Regions from separate parts of the Gasterosteus aculeatus genome. Here region 2 is linked to region 1. The links are chromatin contacts, called in public Hi-C maps. All regions are on one chromosome and are shown on one strand. Each heading gives the region's core, a stretch centred on a gene start, on an enhancer-like site or on the middle of the called end of the contact. The rest is flanking DNA. Distances are from core to core; before and after follow the strand shown.

Region 1 (4,718 bases), core at 1,386-3,885:
CCCTCATCGTCCTGGACTGGATCCACAACGCCTCAGCCAGCCCGGTCGCGCACGCCGACGGACACTAAGGGCGCCGCTATGAGCGCGCGACCAACGGAGATCAAACCCGTCGTTAAAGAAAATCAAAACACAAGAACTCACTTGATGCTCTGCTTTGACTTGCTGAGCGACAAACCATGCCATTCCAAGAGAATGTATCGAACTTTGTACAGTACGCTGTTATAGGCCACAAAGATGGTGTTTCACTTGTTTTACTTCTCTTTTTATTGTAGGTTTTTTTCATTGTTGCTTTCGCTCCTATTTTTGTTTTGTAGTTATGGTACAGCTGAAAACAAATATTTGAAGATGCCTCAAAGCAGAGACGGCGTTCGTAGAGTTCAAAATGCAGCTGACACTCAGGTACGGCGTGTGGGCGTGGCTGTGACCTCGGAGCTCGGCAACAGCCAATCCGGTCGTGAACCTCACGAGTTCACGACCTCAAGATTGGCGAGGCAACTTGAAAGTTCAACGTCCTCAAGGGCGATTCAGTTCCTTCCAGTAGTTGTGTTTTTACTTTTTTTTCTGTTTTTTTTTTTCTTTCTCTTTGCCAAAAATGTATTTGTTTAGCATCGTTGTAAATTGAAAAGCACTTACTGTTCAGCACATGTCAATGCGAGGCCCATTACTCTGCCTTTTGAGTATTCGTACCACGGCTCTGTGACCTTGCTTAGTGTCAGCGCTCCATGCAAACCCCGATACGAGTGCACAGAGTCTGCCTTTTCCAACCCGACACTGGGAGCTGTAGAGTTTCTCATTAGAGGACTCTCACTAAACTGTATTTAAAAAAAAAAAAACTGCTGAGGATCTTGTTGGCTTGTTGGCTTCAGTGACGAAACTACTGCTTCGAGACCTGGAGGCCACTCGACCGCCAGGGAAACTTTATTTTTTTTGTCTTTACGGGAGACTACCTTGAATTTGACCACATACAGTGGTTGTAACATACCTGTTAAACTTGCGAGAAAAAAGAAAGAAGAAAAAAGTAATAGGTCGGATCTCCTCTTACACACCGACCAGCAGACAGTCAAACTATTTGGAGTGTTTTTGTGTAGTGTTCTGCTTTTGAAATGTTTCACAAAGGAGAACTTGGTGAGCCGACGCAGACTCGTCACCTGACAGTGCACTGTGCTTCCAACACTAACTCAACACATCACCAAACTGTTATTGTCCAACATCTATTTATGGAAGACCATGAAATCAATGTAATTTAATCTATTTTACTATATTTATAAAATATCGTATGTATATATAAATGTATATATATATATATCTCTTGAGTTTAACTGTACATATGCTTTGTTTTGTTTGAATTTTTTTTTTTTTTACAATAATGCATTGGAGCTGTAAAACAAACGCTAAATAATCCCCAAGCTGGTGAATTTGTGATATTGAATTGGCTCCAAAGCTCTGGGGCTTCCGCCGTTCATCTCGGATAAGACCGACTGAATTATCCTATTGTGTTGATTCTGTGAAAACTGTTACGTGTAGAAGTCACTAATTCAGCAGAAGCAGTCTTATTCCCGTCGGGGCCCTTGAACAAGAAATGTCAGCAAAATGTTCTTGATGCACATCTTGGTTGGAGAGTACGTCAGCCACCTCTTGACCTCAGGAGCAAAGAGGGCTGTGCCCACCAGTGTTAGTCTTGTTTCAATGAAACATTATGTACATCATGTGAATAATGTCCAATTAAAATAGAAACTGATAAACTAATAACATTTTGTTCTTTGTACACTCATCTTGGTCTGAGAAGAGTTTGCGAATGTGTGTTATGACAAGGAGCTGCAACAGAGTGTTCTTCAGTTGTTTGGTCAGATTGTTGTCCCAAGAGAGGCAACTAGGGGCCTTAATGTATAACACAACACAAAATGACTTACAAAAACCATTAGTATTATTGTTAAAGGAAAAGGATTATTAGTTTATTTTTATCGAACTAATCCTGAATACAGTAAAAAACCACCCATTGATCCTGACAGCCGGGGTACACCCAAGATGGGTCACAGGTCAATCGAAGGGCCGACATGGAGACACGGTCGATCGCACACCTACAGGCAATTAAAGTCACCAATTAACTTAATCCCCAGAGCATGGCTTTGGAGTGTGGGAGGAAGCCGCGGCGCCCGCAGAGAACATGCAGACTCCACGCAGGAAGGAGTCGAACACGGGACCTTCTTGCCGTCAGGCGACAGTGCTTAACATCACACCACCGGGGACTTTTAAGACCTATCAATTTAAATATTAGACATCAGTTAAATATACTAACATTTTTAATGATCAGAAATCATTTTAACTTCTACACAAGACTTGTCGTAGTGCAGCGTCTCTGTTTTTTTTGCTTTCATGAAGTTGAATTCCGCCTGAACACTGCCTTCATTCTTGTAAAAATGCTTTGCTCACACTGTATTAACCTTCCATATAGTTAAAATCTGGTAGTTGACTAAAGACACTGTTCAAAATGTTTATGAAAAGAAGTCAACCGTGCCCTTTTCTCCTTCGACACAACACTGACGCCTTCAGGCCATCAGGCGACACTACGCAACCGGAGATTAAATATTCATAAAACTCCGACACAAAACATACTAAATTAGTATACTTTAACATGACATATGCCCGAAAGCATACATGACAGACATGACAGCTTACATACAGCTTATTACATTCAACGCTGTAGTCTCGTTACTGAACATGGAAACAGTTGACAAACGTCTTATATTGTTAATTTAGGTTTTGTACATCGCAGCTACGATCCGTTAATTTGACTCAATTTTGGACTCACAGCTTTGAGAAAAAGCACAAGCGTTTCTAATTGCATGAATGGCGTTTGAGTGTCCCATAAATCACAGACATGAAGAAGGGGGAAACCCTAAACCAGCAGCTTAATAGGATGCAGAACTGATCAGTAGGATTATTTATATCTGTGCTTTCCCTTCTGTGACAAGCCAAATGGGGTTTGGAGAAAAGCTTTTCATTCAATGTTCGCTGAATAAAGAACTTAACACTTGAAACTCCTTCGGTCAGAAACAAATCCAAATGAATAACATTTTTCTCGCAACTGTTGATGTGTAAATAAGCAGCAGTAGGCATCAAGTCTGCCATAACAGCTGGTTTATTTTTTACATGTCTGTATACAACTGTTATTTTATATACTTTTGACAGTGCTGCCACATACTGCCCATCCAATCTGTTGACAGGTTTCACTTTCACAGAATAAGTAAGGTGGATCCCTCGTGTTTAAACAGATAAACAAATCACATTACATGGTTTGATTTGGTGGAGCAGAAACATCACAGGAAAGACTAAATTCAGCCCCTGAGCAGCAGGAAACACTTAAAATCGAGGCGTGCTTCCATCCCTTAGCGAGCCCTCCAACAAACACACAGCAGATCAGGCAGCAGCTCTTTTATTTCACTACTCTCTGGATACTTTGAACAGATCGTGTTCACCCATTAACATGTAATACACATTCAGGCCAAAGGAGGGGTTCAGTTTCCCCCCCCCCCCCCCCCACCGGGTCCTTTGCCCAATATTACAAACTCACTTCTGATGGTCTCCTCAGCCAATCAGGAACCGGATTACAATATCACTCATCAGATTCCAGCCCTTTATTGAACCACAGAGATTAATAAAGGCAATGCACTTGTTGTTTTAAAGAGGCCTTATGTAATCTTTTAAAAAAAGAACATTGACAATATTCAATTAATAAGCTATGCGATCAGGATGCATTCATCGTACCAGCCGGCACCCTGGAAAAGGCTCCACCCTACACGAGCTGATGTAGTCCGCTGAGCGTTGCATCTTCAGCATAAACCGCTTCCCTCCTCCGTCATACGCCCCCCCCCACCCCCCCGCGCTCTTTACAGTAGTTCCCCAAGAAACATGATCTATGCAAAATAAAGGGCTCTTGCATTACAATTTCTGATTGGGTAATTATTTTTCTAACAAAATATGAAAATCTATAGAAAAAAATCTTCATCATTCAATAAAAGGTAGAGATATCAAAAAAGGAAATGTTGGCTCTCCGTTGTCAGTTTGGAGGCTAAATTCCAGCCAGAGGAAATTGCACTTGAGCAGCTGAATGGGTCCGTGAGGGCGTCGCCACGCGGGGCTTCATTTCTTGCGGGCGTGCTTGTATTTGTCCACATAGGCCTTCACCAGGTTGGCCACCTTACTGGAGTTCACCTCACCACTCTTGCTGTGACACACCTGGGGAAATAAACGGTCGAGGACCAACACGCGGTCAGATTCAGGGGAAGGCCCCTTTCGTCTCAAGTCTTTCCAAAAGACCGAGAACACAATTCAATGCCGCGTTGATCAACGGCTCTTTAAATGAAAGCGGTTTACTACTAGCACATCCACTGTAGAGCGTATCCCTGGTTTTGTGTTAGCTGCGCTTTCCTGCTCTTGATTCATTTACAACGACATTTTAGAACTTGCACTCACATTTAAACGCTGTGTCTTACCTTTTCAACCGCTTTACGGACAATCTCCTTGTACTCCTCCTTTGTGATTTCCTTCTTTTGGTAATATGGTTTGATGGCTGTCTTCACTTCATTGACCGCTCTCTCCTGGATCTGATGTTTCTAAAACAGAGAGTGGAAATCAAGAACGCGGGAAAGGAAACGGGACACTGAGGCACAAAGGAGCGGTCTGGAAAGGCGGTTTGTGGCGTGTCGGCCCGGTGGCAA
Region 2 (4,692 bases), core at 837-3,336, 33 kb before region 1:
CACGGTACCCATCCTGGCCTTCGCCTTTGTTTGCCACCCTGAGGTCCTGCCTATCTACAGTGAGCTTAAGGAGTGAGTAAAAGCACTCTTTGCTTTGAAAGTTAAGAAAAAGCTCAATTTGCAAGTTGTTTTCCAAGATTACCTTTACCGCATGTCCCAACCCAATGCATTTTAGAAGCAATGTGATCTAACTAAATGTCTTTTTTCACAGTCGCAGCCGGAAAAAGATGCAGAATGTCTCCAACCTGTCCATCCTTACTATGCTCATCATGTACATGCTGTCGGCCCTGTTTGGCTACCTCACCTTCTATGGTAAGAGCAACCCAACACAAAGCAGCAGTAGTGTGCGCCCAAAGAATCCTTAGGTTCTATCCTTGGTCTTAGTCTGCGCAGAAGTCACAGAGTAACTCTAGACCAGGGTTGTTCTCCGCCCCCCCGCAACCCTGTGTGAAGCGTCATATCAGGCCAACTGGGCGACTTAAGTACGAAAATAGCAGAGAAGTCATAATTTCACATTTTTTCAATCATTTGCACTGCTGCTCCTAGCTGTGCTCTGGGGAGGGGGGGGGGGGTGCGCTCAGTAGCAGGAGAGACCTGGACCCATATAGAGATGTTGTTCTGCTTGCTTTAGTTGGAAAGGGATAGATTCTGGATATTTGACATTGACGCTGACATTTCAATTCTCCCCCCCATCAATACGTGGCTGTTCCAATCGCTTCTGTTTTCGCTTTTGTTCACCAAGTGTTACTTTTTTCCTTCGTCTCCCCTCCCACACAGAAAACGTGGAGGCAGAGTTGCTCCACACCTTCACCAAGGTCTATAAGTTTGACACCTTGTTGCTGCTGGTGCGTCTGGCGGTTCTCACTGCCGTCACTCTGACTGTCCCCATTGTGTTGTTCCCTGTGAGTAGCCCCACACACACACACACACACACACACACACACAGTTTGTTAAGACTCTTTTTATAACCCCCTACTCTTTAGGAGTAGGGGGTTATAGTTAGCAGTTTGGCTAAGCGGAAAATGATGCCTCAAAGTGTAGCTGTCCTCTTTCATCTCTCTCAGCATTTTAATTGAAGCCGCTGATATCATTTCATTCACGTCAGAAGGCACAAACACTCTACGGTCGGCATGCACGCAAACATACACCACCCAAGCAATTAGGTATCTGGGCACCGGGTTCCACCCGACGCCAAGCGGCCATTCATTCAGTGGCACGTTTAGCAAGACTACGCAGGTTGAGGCCATAAGCGGACGCGCCTCTCAATTACTCCGACACACACTCAACAGTAAAGCCTCTCTCCCCTTTTCTCTTTTTTTGTCTTTTTCTCCATTTTCTCTCAAGCTGGGGTGAAAGGGTTACCGACTCGTCGCCCCATCGCATTCATTCGGACACACGTATGCACACTCCTCTTGTTTCCCGCCCCATATATGTGCACGGGCTAATTTTAGCTTGGCCCTTGTATGACATGGGGGGGGGGGAAACAAAAATGGCCACTGGCCAGAGGAAGTTTTCACACTCTGTTTTAGTTCCCATAAACAGACACACACACACTCACGAACACACGTTAATGTATGTACGGTAAAGACAGGACAAACATCTGCGTATTTGTCAATCGATCGGACATGGCTGCAGGCATAGGAAGTGGCCACCAGGAGGCAGCAAAGCCTATTTGGTGACAGGACTGTGCTGACAGAGAATGATGCAGCAATGACTGCATGTTGTGGCTGAAGACCGCGCGCGCACACATTTATACATAGTTACAGAATATAAATATACACATTTATCTGAGCTTCTCTGTATTCGTTTATTTCATCTCCGAGCATGCGCATTCTGTCTCACTGTAGCTGTGTAGCTATATGTGCTTGCGTTCTCCCCCATATCCACAAACACGGGGAAGATACTAATGTTTTTTCGATGTCGGGGGGTGGGCTGTTTTTGGCGGAGGGGGGGCCGGGGGGAGGGGGGGGGGGTCGAAATCACTCTGTTTCTGCAGTGGAAGTTTACCGGCTCCGAGTGGACAGTGGAAAAAACCCCACTCTTCATGGATATAGAGGCGGAGCCAGTGAGACAGGAGGGGGGAGGGGCTGCGAGTGCACGTCAATTAAATGCAGACACAATTGCGACTTATCTGCGTGTGCATTTGAGCCCCAAAGACAGTGAGGAGCAATTTAGTGACTGATTTTCAGAAATGTCTAAATTTCTCTGTTCAACAGTAATCGTGCAGAGTTACAATGAAAGGTCTGCTTGTTCCTTTTTCCTGCGCAAGAACAATCCAGCTGCCACTAAATCTCAGCTCACCATGAATACGTTTCAAATGTAACTGAAAGGCAGAAGGGGGAGTGAGAGGGAGGAGTACCGAGATAACAGAGAGATACACATTTTGCTGAGGAACACAAGCTTGACAATGAATGTGGCAAACCAGCTGTGGTAAATGCAGAAGAAGACAAAGTCATGCAAAAGTCTGGGTTTAAAAAATGTCTTTTGCTTGTTTTTTTTTCTTGCAAAAAAGAGACCGTGAAATAATGTGAAACAGTGTGAAATAATGCGGATTGTGAAGTGAATATAGATTCTGTGCAGAAATGTCTGTTCCTGTTCTGTAGAATGTATGTTTGAGACAGAGCAGGGAGTCGTTGCTGTAGCGCAGTCGATAGATTGACCACCTTTGATGCAACTGAGGCTCCAAAGATCCAAAGAAACTACTATTCTGTCCACTGTGCCAACTTTCTCTTTGACATTTGAGAATCTCGCCTTGAATCCTCCTGACCTTCATTTTGCGATAGAAATGCTGCGTACCTTCAGCTACAGAGATTGGCATTGGCTTTGTCTGTCCCTGGCTCCGGGGGGTGAAGGTCTCCATTAGAGAAGAGAGATTTGGTGTGTGTGTGAGGAAGAGTGCAAGTTCTGAGGTGTGTGTGTGTGTGTGTGTGTGTGTGTGTGTGTGTGTGTGTGTGTGTGTGTGTGTGTGTGTGCGCAGTCACGTGTAGGATAGACGCTAACAGAGGCCAGATCGCACAGGGCTTTGCCAGGATCCAGTACATAATGAAAGGGCTTTATGTGGAGTCAAACATGCCCCAGTTCTCAGGCTCCAGCTGGAGATTGAAACCATGCGAGACGGCTACAAACGAGCCGATTAACAGCAGCACCCTCACCTGCATGTCCCACCACCGCGGAGTGGCATTTGAGTCTCCGTCCAGGTCTTTCTTTGAGGAGCTGGAACACTTTTCTCTGAAGCATCACAAGAGACTAACTGACTTTCTTCTCTATTGGTGCTTATCCTTTGATGTCTGGTCTTATATTTATGTAATCTTATAGAAAAAAGGGATTGGAGCAATAGGCAACGAACGTTTTGATTACACAAGATAAACTTGTTTGTAATAACTACATTATTAGCATTAGTCTAAACATCGACAGTTGGCTTGAATTTGTGACTGGCATTTGGACAACTCATTTTGATGCTCAAATAACATGCAATTATTTCTGTGAGGAATCCAAACAATTGTAACCTAGTTGTTTGCCTTCCAGGGACACTGTTAAAAGCTTCTTTTGACATGTTGGTTTCTGGCTTTCTGTTAATTCATCCTTTATGAAGCGTTTGTAGATTGTGAAAAGACTTTCTTAAACCGTAATTATGATTCCAAAGCTTTGCAGATCAGTTATACTCATTAGTTATATCTGCTAGTTTATGAACCTTGGTCACAACACATTTTTAGGTTTCACATTTTGGACATATCAATCGGTAAAGATTATTGAGTGTATCTTTTAATGTCATATTAGGAACGTTCTAGGTGGGTTTAATAAACTCTACTGAGTATCTTTTCCACAAGGTCAGAGGCATTAGTGCTGTACAGAGTGTTTAGGTTGTTTCTTTCTCGTTGCTCGGCTGTTTAAAGGAACTCTCCATGTGGCGTTCCGTGTTTCTGATGTTCCTTATAAGGGGACTGTACTGCATGGAGTGTCATTCCCTCGCAGCGGCAATTCTACACTTCCATTCAAGCCTAAATCCTGATTTAACATAATCCTCGTCTTCCGCAAATATCTTTTTTTTTTGTCCTCGGCTTTGACACAACAAGCCAAGATAGCTATGAAGTTGCAAGTTTATCGCTCGCTGGCTGAAGACCAGATTCACCCAGTTGCAGCGGGGTGGATCTGGCTGCCTACAACTAGCAGGTGAAGAATTAGGGGCGAAAAGACTGCAAATATCACACGGTGAACTCCAAAGGCTTTGCGCTTGGTAACAGTTGGGTGCTGAATAGTTTGGGGCCATGGAGAGAAATGCCACATCCAGGCTATAGTTTTCCAAACCGGGCCTGATTATGCAACAGCTGGTGGGAGTATTGGGCATGTTTGTAGAACAGGAGGAGGGATGCAGTTAGATGATGTTCAATGTGTCCTGTGCTAAAGTAATTTGGGCTTAAAATGCAGAGACATTTTCTAATGTGACTGAACAGTGAAGCACAGAAGCCAATCTGAAGCTCTCTCACAGGCATAACAGGTCATTTGGTTTAATGTGATTTTTTCTTCCCCCCCCCCCCCCCACTGCGCCATGATAACTGGATGTAAATCCTGCGCTTAAGTCAGACTTGAAAAGGTCAAAGACAGCGTGATGTGTTCTACCAGCAGCAGCTCTGGAATGCACATGCGTATAGAAATTTACTCTCACCTAAACTCTATTTACGTCCTCCGCATACA

What was found. A called contact is a pair of places that touch in the nucleus more often than the background predicts.
Region 2: a Hi-C map of whole body shows a contact between it and region 1, with 5 times the contacts expected there. The contact joins two enhancer-like sites. A contact is called at or near these places in 5 of 6 Hi-C or Micro-C datasets (liver, skeletal muscle, tail fin and 1 more).

The regions. Positions count from the first base shown.
Region 1 is chr4:20,943,473-20,948,190 of fGasAcu3.hap1.1, reverse strand. scaf11 (SR-related CTD-associated factor 11) reads right to left here. Exons shown (of 15, transcript XM_078100986.1): 14 at 4,494-4,604; 15 at 3,121-4,236. The coding sequence ends at 4,141. It overlaps slc38a2 (solute carrier family 38 member 2), which reads left to right. Exons shown (of 16, transcript XM_078100988.1): 16 at 1-1,746. The coding sequence ends at 68. Among protein-coding and RNA genes, the nearest start is that of slc38a2, 10 kb to the left of the region's middle. Within about 2 kb of position 2,635, at least 1 of the 9 cell types and tissues checked has open chromatin away from gene starts, as enhancers often do.
Region 2 is chr4:20,976,360-20,981,051 of fGasAcu3.hap1.1, reverse strand. slc38a4 (solute carrier family 38 member 4) reads left to right here. Exons shown (of 16, transcript XM_078100987.1): 11 at 1-72; 12 at 212-312; 13 at 778-902. Among protein-coding and RNA genes, the nearest start is that of LOC144406171, 3.7 kb to the left of the region's middle. Within about 2 kb of position 2,086, at least 1 of the 9 cell types and tissues checked has open chromatin away from gene starts, as enhancers often do.